Linked DNA regions of Gossypium hirsutum: region 1 is linked to region 2. The links are chromatin contacts, called in public Hi-C maps. All regions are on one chromosome and are shown on one strand. Each heading gives the region's core, a stretch centred on a gene start, on an enhancer-like site or on the middle of the called end of the contact. The rest is flanking DNA. Distances are from core to core; before and after follow the strand shown.

Evidence for each region. Hi-C and Micro-C count contacts between places; a contact is called where the count stands out from the background.
Region 1: a contact with region 2 is called in a Hi-C map of leaf, with 4 times the contacts expected there. The contact joins the promoter of LOC107901093 here to the enhancer-like site in region 2. A contact is called at or near these places in 9 of 34 Hi-C or Micro-C datasets (anther, hypocotyl, leaf and 1 more).

The regions. Positions count from the first base shown.
Region 1 is chrD06:13,994,891-13,999,056 of Gossypium_hirsutum_v2.1, forward strand. LOC107901093 (WD repeat-containing protein VIP3) reads left to right here and starts at 1,949. Exons shown (of 2, transcript XM_016826960.2): 1 at 1,949-2,443; 2 at 3,089-4,075. The coding sequence starts at 2,093. The coding sequence ends at 3,703.
Region 2 is chrD06:13,885,600-13,890,106 of Gossypium_hirsutum_v2.1, forward strand. LOC107901095 reads left to right here. Exons shown (of 16, transcript XM_041095331.1): 16 at 1-128. Among protein-coding and RNA genes, the nearest start is that of LOC107901095, 15 kb to the left of the region's middle. Within about 2 kb of position 2,457, at least 3 of the 9 cell types and tissues checked have an H3K27ac peak or open chromatin away from gene starts, as enhancers often do.

The DNA.
Region 1 (4,166 bases), core at 699-3,198, 110 kb after region 2:
CCACTAGACTTAGCTACATAATTCAATTGAGTCACAAAAGAACAAAGAGTTGAATAACTCACAATTTGTTTTAAATTCATAAAAGGTGCAAAAAGTTCTGATTACATTCTTTGGATCAAATATTTATAGGCTGATACAAGATCCAACCGAATGGACAAATTCTGAATCAGCTTAATTGAGCTGGCTGCCAATTAAATTGAACAATGATTTCCCTTGAATGTTTCTAAGCTTGGAAGACGCCAACAACCATGGTCTTTGCATTTCCCGAGTGGTCAGCTAGATGAACTTGGAAGTTAGCTAAATCATGCAAGTATCTGATCATCTAAGATGTATGAACATGAATTAAACATTCTTGGGTAGCCGAACAAGCATCATTGATTTATTGCTGGTTGTGGTGCACAAACAGCCACCAGGTGTGAACAGTCAAAATTGGGTGGACACTTAGGTGTGAACTGAAATTATTCAGTTGTTTAATCAAGTGAGGAAACTCTTGACCATTGGCTTCCACGAAGAGGTGATTGGGAGAGAGCAAACAACAGCTTCTTGGTGCATGCATGTCCAGATGCATGATTTCCTTAAATGATGTCCATTGAATCTGTTAATGAGCAGCCAATGCATTCAACCTACAAGACAAAATTAATACTCGGTTTAAATACAATCAAAGACTTAATTTAGACACAATTTAATTTGTCTAAACAATAGACACAATTAAAACGTCTGAACTAAGACCAAATTAAAGCACATAATAAAGCTGTACAAAATAAGACAAGATTAATAAACTTAAGACATATTTAAAATGCTCAGGTTATGACATATTTAAAACTAAAGTTATTGATGTTCAAACCATGTCATAATTATGAAACCTTAAACTAATTTAATTAACTAACTAGAACCGAGTTAACTCTTTATTCCAGCAATTATATTAACAAACTGAAATTAAAACTTCATTTTGCACTTGGGCCCCTCATGCTTGGGCCAATTCCGATGTCGTCGAATTGTATCATGACATGATGAGGCCATGAATGTCGGACAAATCTAGTAATTTGGTTCACGTGGCATATCTCCCAGTGATAGCTAATCTAGAGTAATGTAGAGGCTGCAGTTAGGGTTCAGTTGTCCTTACATTCTCATACTGGGAGATGTGTCGAGGTGCATTAGATAGGGTAGGCCAGATGGAGCCATGGAGGGTTGTATAACGTTGTTGCAATCCTAGGCTTGGTATAAAGTACCATTCCTTACCCCAATTACAAGAGCCTCCATTGAATACCCTCTGGTGGCAAGGTAAAAGTATTTATTTTCCTATTTGATTACATTCACAGTGTAGTTATTATTTTTTAAATTAAATGGTATTGTTATTTTTTAATAAAAAAATTATAACTTTTTTTTATAAATTTTGTTTATAAATATTTAATAATTTTTAAATTTTAAAAGGGCTTAATTTTTTTTTAATTTGTTACTAAGGCCTTTTGGATCCTTTAGCCTTACTAGTTTCAAAAATTTCTAATTCACTTCCAATAAAAGAGTATGGGTCAAATTGAATAAATGTGTAAAGGTTGAGAGCTAAAATTTGTTATTATAACTTATATATAAACACTAAAACAAACATTTATCAGTGCAATTTTAACGGAGGGGTTTTTTTTTTGCTCACTCATTTAACGTAAACGAGTTAATGTACCCATCTTTAAGTAGAAGGGGCTAAAATGCAATCTAGAATATAATAAAAAGGTTTTGTGCTACTATTATCGATAAAAATACCTTCAATTATACTTATTGTTTTATAAAAATATTAAATTTTTGGTAATTTTACAATTGAGTTACTGCCGTCAGTAATATATATTTTTTAAATTAAATAAAAACTTTAAATAATAAGTGTAGGTATGAGTAGGCCTGTTATATTGTCATGGATCTTATATGTATAGCCCAAATCTAATAAGGCCCTATACCTATAACCACTGCAATCCAATTTCCAATCCTTCTTCCACATCACAAATCCAACAAATCGGATCTCCAGAAAGGAAATCTCAAAACTCCCCAAAAAACCCAAACTTTTTTACACTTCATTTTTACTTGCAAAATCAGCTACCTGCTACAAATGGCGAAATCAATGAAACTGGCGGGCCTCAAATCCGTGGAAAACGCCCACGATGAGTCGGTTTGGACTGCAACATGGGTTCCCGCCACCAACTCCCGCCCGCCCCTTCTCTTAACCGGCTCACTCGACGAAACCGTCAAGCTGTGGAGGCCCGACGAGCTCGAGCTCGTGCGCACCAACACCGGTCACTGCCTCGGCGTCGTTTCGGTGGCTGCCCATCCTTCAGGTGTCATCGCTGCCTCCGCCTCGCTCGACAGTTTGGTTCGCGTGTTTGACATTGACACCAACGCCACTATTGCCACTCTCGAAGCTCCGCCTTCCGAGGTCTGGCAAATGCAATTCGATCCCAAGGTAAGCGCTTTTTATTTCTTATTTTGCTCTTTTTCTTCAAGTGAGCAACTATTTTAATTATGGAAATTGATTAATTTATGAATTATTTGAATATTAAATTTGAAGGCCACTGATAAAGATACAATTTAGTATTAAATGAAGTGTTCATTCAATGAAAGAAATTCAAAATAATGATGGATGCCTCAATCAGAATCTAATAGAGTAGCGCAGGCAAAATCGAGTATTCCATTGTAATGAATGGAATTGTTATTGTAGCCATTACAATTGGAACATTACGTTAAATGAAGTTAAGCTTGGTAATTGGCAAATGCACTCTTTCCAACATGTTATATCACTTTTCCTGGTAACCTCATGTTAACAAAATTATCTCCAAGAGGCTTGCTTTGCATTAATCTATCGGTTTGTGTTTGCTACTTTTGTCATGATAAATTATCTCTATTTGTCTTTGTTGAACTTCCCTGGGATTTAATGATAAAATATTAATATCTTTTCAGTTTTGCTTGTAGTCTTATTTTAGTATCATTCCTACTACTTAATGATGAATAATTTTCGCGATGATAATTTGTGAATTAGGTGCTATGCTGAATGTCTTTTACACTCTTAAGGGCTTTTTTAGAATTTGTTTTGGGTGGCTTTCAAAATTAGGGTACAACACTTGCTGTTGCTGGTGGGGGTAGTGCATCAATCAAGCTGTGGGACACTGCAACATGGAGGTTGGTTTCAACTTTATCAGTCCCTCGTCCTGAAGGACCGAAGCCCTCTGATAAAAGCAGTAGCAAGAAGTTTGTACTATCCGTTGCATGGAGTCCTGATGGACGACGACTTGCTTGTGGCTCAATTGATGGCACAATTTCCATTTTTGATGTACCTCGTGCCAAATTTCTACATCACCTTGAAGGCCATTACATGCCGGTTAGGTCTCTTGTGTTTTCTCCTGAACCTGATGGACGGAAGCTGTACTCAGCATCTGATGATGGTCATGTGCATGTCTATGATGCTGAGGGGAAAGCTATAATTGGGGCAATGTCAGGTCATTCTAGCTGGGTGTTGAGTGTGGATGTAAGCCCCGATGGTGAGGCTATTGCAACTGGCTCAAGTGACAAAACTGTAAGACTATGGGATTTTAAGATGAGAGCAGCTATACAGACAATGAGTAATCACACAGATCAAGTCTGGGCTGTGGCGTTTCGACCTGGTGGAGGGGGTCGCCTTGCTAGTGTGTCAGATGACAAGAGTATATCGTTGTATCATTGTTCCTGAAGTATTGATGACTTATTGAAATTAATAACATTAAGGAGCATTTTCGTTACTTGATGTTGCTACATGTTTAGCTGTATGAAACTTGGCTTTTGATTTTGTGCTGTCTCGTTTTTTCATTGAAAAGAGAAGTAAAATTTTGGCAGACTTGCATGGAGGAAGGTTCCTTTCAACCATGAAGAAACCTGTCTTGTGATTCGCTTTGTTATTGTTTGGGAACATCATAAATGTTAGGGTCACTATTTAACTTAATTTCTGGCTTTGTATTTTGTTGTTACTTAGTGGTTTCAATGATGTTGTACATAAACTTGACAGTGAATTTGGAAAGTTTCATTTCACATTGTAAATGGAAATGGAAGAGACAATTTTTCTGTATTGATGCTATCCTTTTTATCGTAATATTCATATATTTGGCAATTTCTTATTTCAAAGAAATGCAGTTGGTTTTAAGATGTAGCTTACCGTG
Region 2 (4,507 bases), core at 1,207-3,706:
AGATCTTTTGTTCCTACTAGTATGTCTTAGCAAAAATGTATCCTGGCTGTAGCCTTTACAAATCAGAAGTAATGCTCAGATTGTACATAAAATTTATATTCTCAATAAAATTAGTTATTTTTGTTCAATATAATACCTTATAAACGTAATCTTGTAGGGTTTTCTTTCCTGGTTTTCTGTTTTCTTGGTTTTCATTTTCACTTGCCAACTGCAATGGCCGTTCAAAGTCATATGGGATGTGGTAATTTCTCCTGAGGTTTGTGTATGAAGAAATTTCTCTTCTAAGGATAAGAGGTAAGAATGTTCAATACAAGAAAAAGATGATTTGTGATACTGACGGGGGACTATTGGTTCTGTATTTTTTCCTAGGTTAATACTTGAAGTTGCAGGTTCTCACTATCAGCTGCATTTATTAACTCGTACTAAAAAGTTGTTGCATCAAAATTGTGCTTCTCTTTACTGTGCTTCTAGGGTACTGACTTCTCACAGTGTTACATGCACTAGGTTATGCTTTAAGTCATTATTTGTAATCAATTTTGCATTGCACTCTTCTATCTCTCTCTCTCTCTCTCTCTCCACCTTTCTCCTAGTAAGAAATCTAAAATGTTTGCAGGTAAACTGCTCTCTTGGATTTCCTGATTGAAAGACCTATATACCTGGGATTCAATGCTAGATTGCCATCTGCCATGTTCTGATAAACCTGCATTGCCACTGAGGTAACCTTTGTCTAGTCTTCACCATAAACCTTTCCAGGCATTTTATATTTTTCTTTACAATTATTTTTGCAAGAGAAAATATCTACATTCTTTATTTTCGTTCTCTTAGGGAAGGCGAGTCATTATTTCTAGGACATTGTCTAAACCTTGGCAGTGCTCATGTTATGTAATGTTCATCCCCTGCAGTTTAAAGCTTACATTTGATTTAGTTTTACATGCATCTCAACTTGCTTTATATAAAAAGTTTGATATATTGGATGGGCACATAAGGAATCTTGTCATGTTTGTATTGAGACATAAGTTCTTTATGTAATTTCTCCTCTAGGAAAGTAGACTTTAGGCTTGAGTATACGTTTGCTTTAGTGGCTATCATTGTAACTCAAGCTGCTTGCTGGTATTTGGTTTAATTGTTCATATATTGGCCTCTTCAGTTATCATGTTTAAGCATTGCTGAATTCATTAGAAACTTGAGATTCTTTTGCGTAAAAATTGCACACCTTGTTTGGTTACCACAGTAGGGGCGAAATGATTCTGAGGTGCTTCTGGTATTTACTTGTTGAGAACTTTGATCTGGCGTCCTGCTTTGCAGTGCTTCTGAGTGTATGGTTAGGGATGACTATCGTTTTTAACTAATTTTGTTCAGTTTCTTGGAATCATTCCTGTATGTCGTGGTTTGAAAATCAAGTTGCAAAACAAAAGAAATTGTTCCTGTATGATGTGGTTCGATAATCAAGTCGCAAAACAAAAGGAGGAAATTGTGGAGGTTGGGTTGTTTCCTTTGTTCATTCATCATATTAGTAACTAAGCAGAGACTGCCCTCCCAATTTGCATTCATATGACCTTTAAATATTTATAAAATTTTCCTTGGAAAAGAAATCGACCCTGACAATTAATTGTGAGCCTGTTTCTCAGTTCTGTTTAAGCTTGTAAAGGTCTAGTTATGCTGGGAAATTCTGCTGCGGGGATGGAAATATACACTCAAGTGTTTTACCTTGAAATACTTGTGTATTGAAATGCAGGGAAGTTTCAACCAATAATATGTGGGCTTTATTTTGCATTTTTGTGGTTGTCAAGTATTAATTTTTTGGTGACTGAATTAAAAAAAGGCCCATACTTTGTACCTGCAATCGTTAGTTCAACGCAGAATTGAGCCAATTGCGATGATTCAAGGGCAGATTTCTATCATACAAAACTTCCATGACATTGTCTGTAGACCACAAAGCAAGACATTTTTCCATACTTTATTTCTTAGGAATCTTCTCATTTGGTTACTGTATTATTAATACATGTATTACAATAGTTAGATATAAAATAAAAAATAATTCCTACAAATTTAAGCTTGAAATTAGAAAGATAAGTAAAAATTCTTGTCTTTTTATTGCTAAAAGTAAGTCATGAAAATAGTTAAATATCATTAATTGAATTAATTTATTACTAACTCATACTAAAATATGTGCTAAAACATGTGTAAAAAATAATACTCTTATTATTAATGATTTTAGTAATCTTTAATTAATTAATGCTGCACCACTGATGTGGCTGTTAGCTTGATGGTAAGGATTTTGGAATTTATTATATTTTTCATGTCATTTATTTGATAAAAACTAAACAAAGTAAAAACCAATTCCATCTCTAGTAATCTTTTAGTTTTTCGTCGTCGGATTTGCTGGCGGTGTCGTCGTATTCTTCTTCTTTCGAACAAACCTTTCTTGTTTTTGGGTGAGTAGCTCGTCTGTCACCTCCTGTTCTGAACGTAGTTCGTTGCGGCCATGGACAGAGAAGCTGAGGTGGAAAAAACGGTGCAATAGTGGGAGTGGAACTGTTGCAGAAACGGAGCTGGGAATAGTGTTATATTTGCTCTTCAGTTTTCAAACATATAAAAGTTTCACTATGACCAATGTTTTCCAATTTGTGTGCGGGACAAGAGGGGAAAAGAAGAAAAAAAATTGAAAATCAACAAGATGGTAAGTAAAGGGACCAAACGGAGCCGTTTGAAATTCCATCACAATAAAACAAATTTAAATATAGCTGGTGGAATACATGTCATGGATTTAGAGAGATTTTTATATTTTTGTTTGGTAAGCTTCTGCTTTGCAAAATTTTTAAGTTTGATCCCTTCATGCTTCTGGTAATATTGATATTCTCTATGCAGGTGTGGATTTATCAATTTTGCTAGTAATAGGAAATGTTTATGCTGCCAAGAGGCATGGCTCAAGAGATTGTTAAATCTTGGGGAATGGGAATGCCCTCCGTATGTTTCTCTATTTCCAGCTCCGCAACGGTTCCGCTCTCACTGTCGTACCATTGTTTTTTCACCTCAGCTTCTTTGTCCATAGTCGAAACGGACTACTCTCGAAGAGGAAGGTGACGAACGAGCAACCTGATCAGAAAGAAGTGAGGGTTGTCAAGAAGAAGAAGAATTCGGTGAGGCTCCTGACGAGTCTAACGGCGAAAAAATTGTTCTGGCGAAGGTGATTGAGAGGATTATTAGAGATGGAATTGACTTTTATTTTGTTTTGTTTTATCAAATAAATGACATTTAAATGTGTTAAGGATATTATTATTATTATTATTATTATTATTATTATTGTGGGATATCTTTTAGGAATATTTAAATATAGACAAGAATAAGGTAATCTCATTTTATTCATAAACCTTAAATGTATACATAATATTTATAGGAAAGATATATAATATATTCTTAAATATATGCCTAAAAGATATATAATATATTTAAAAAAGATAATATCCCATAATAATGTATTCCTTAAATATATCCCAATAATAATATCCTAACACCCCACTCAAGTTCGAGCATGCAGATCATAAATGCTGAACTTGTTGAGAAGCTATTCAAATTGCAATTTATCAAGCACCTTTGTAAAAATGTTAGCCAATTGAACTGAGGCCAGGACAAAAGAAGGTGCAATCAACTTATCCTGGATTGCATCCCTAGCAAAGTGACAATCCATTCAATATGTTTAGTATGCTCGTGAAATACAAGATTCTGTACAATATGCAACGCAAATTGACTATCACAAAAAAAATAGCTTTAGGATGATGAACACCTAAGCTCAATAGCAAGGCCTTTAGTTACTTGAACTCACAAGTGACGGAAGCCATAGACCTATACTCATCCTCAGCGGAAGAATAGGAAGCAATATGTTGTTTCATAGGTTTTCAGGAAATAGGAGATTACCCCAAAAATACAAGCTGGCCAGTAAGTGAATGCCGAGTTGACAGACAAGTAGCTAATATGAATCACAGCTCCCCTTTAAGGACAAATCACTATCAGATCTTAATAAAACTCCTTGGCCAATATAGCCTTTAAGTATTGGACAACCCGTAGAGTTGTGTCCCAATGCTCCTGCCTATAAACTAAGATAATACATGAACCGAGTATGCTAAATCAGGTCTGGTCACTACCAAAAAAATCAAACGATCCATTAACCATCTGTACAACTCAGGATCAGTTAAAACCGCCCCTATAGCATGTGCCAATCTATGATTTTGCTCTATTAGGAGTCCTGCGGGCTTTGCTCCCAAAAAACCCATCTCTGAAATAATATTAAGTGCGTATTTCCTTTGACAAAGAAATATACCCAAAGAACTATGAGCTACCTCTATCCCCAAAAAATATGTCATAATTGCAAAAAATACTCTCAACGTTTAGGGGTTTTTGGTTTTGTTGCATTGACCTTTAATTTATTGTGGCCCCTAACATAACGATTTTTTCACAATTCAGTCCAATTTTAATGGGAAACGTCAGTTGACCGTTAGTCAAGCGCCGA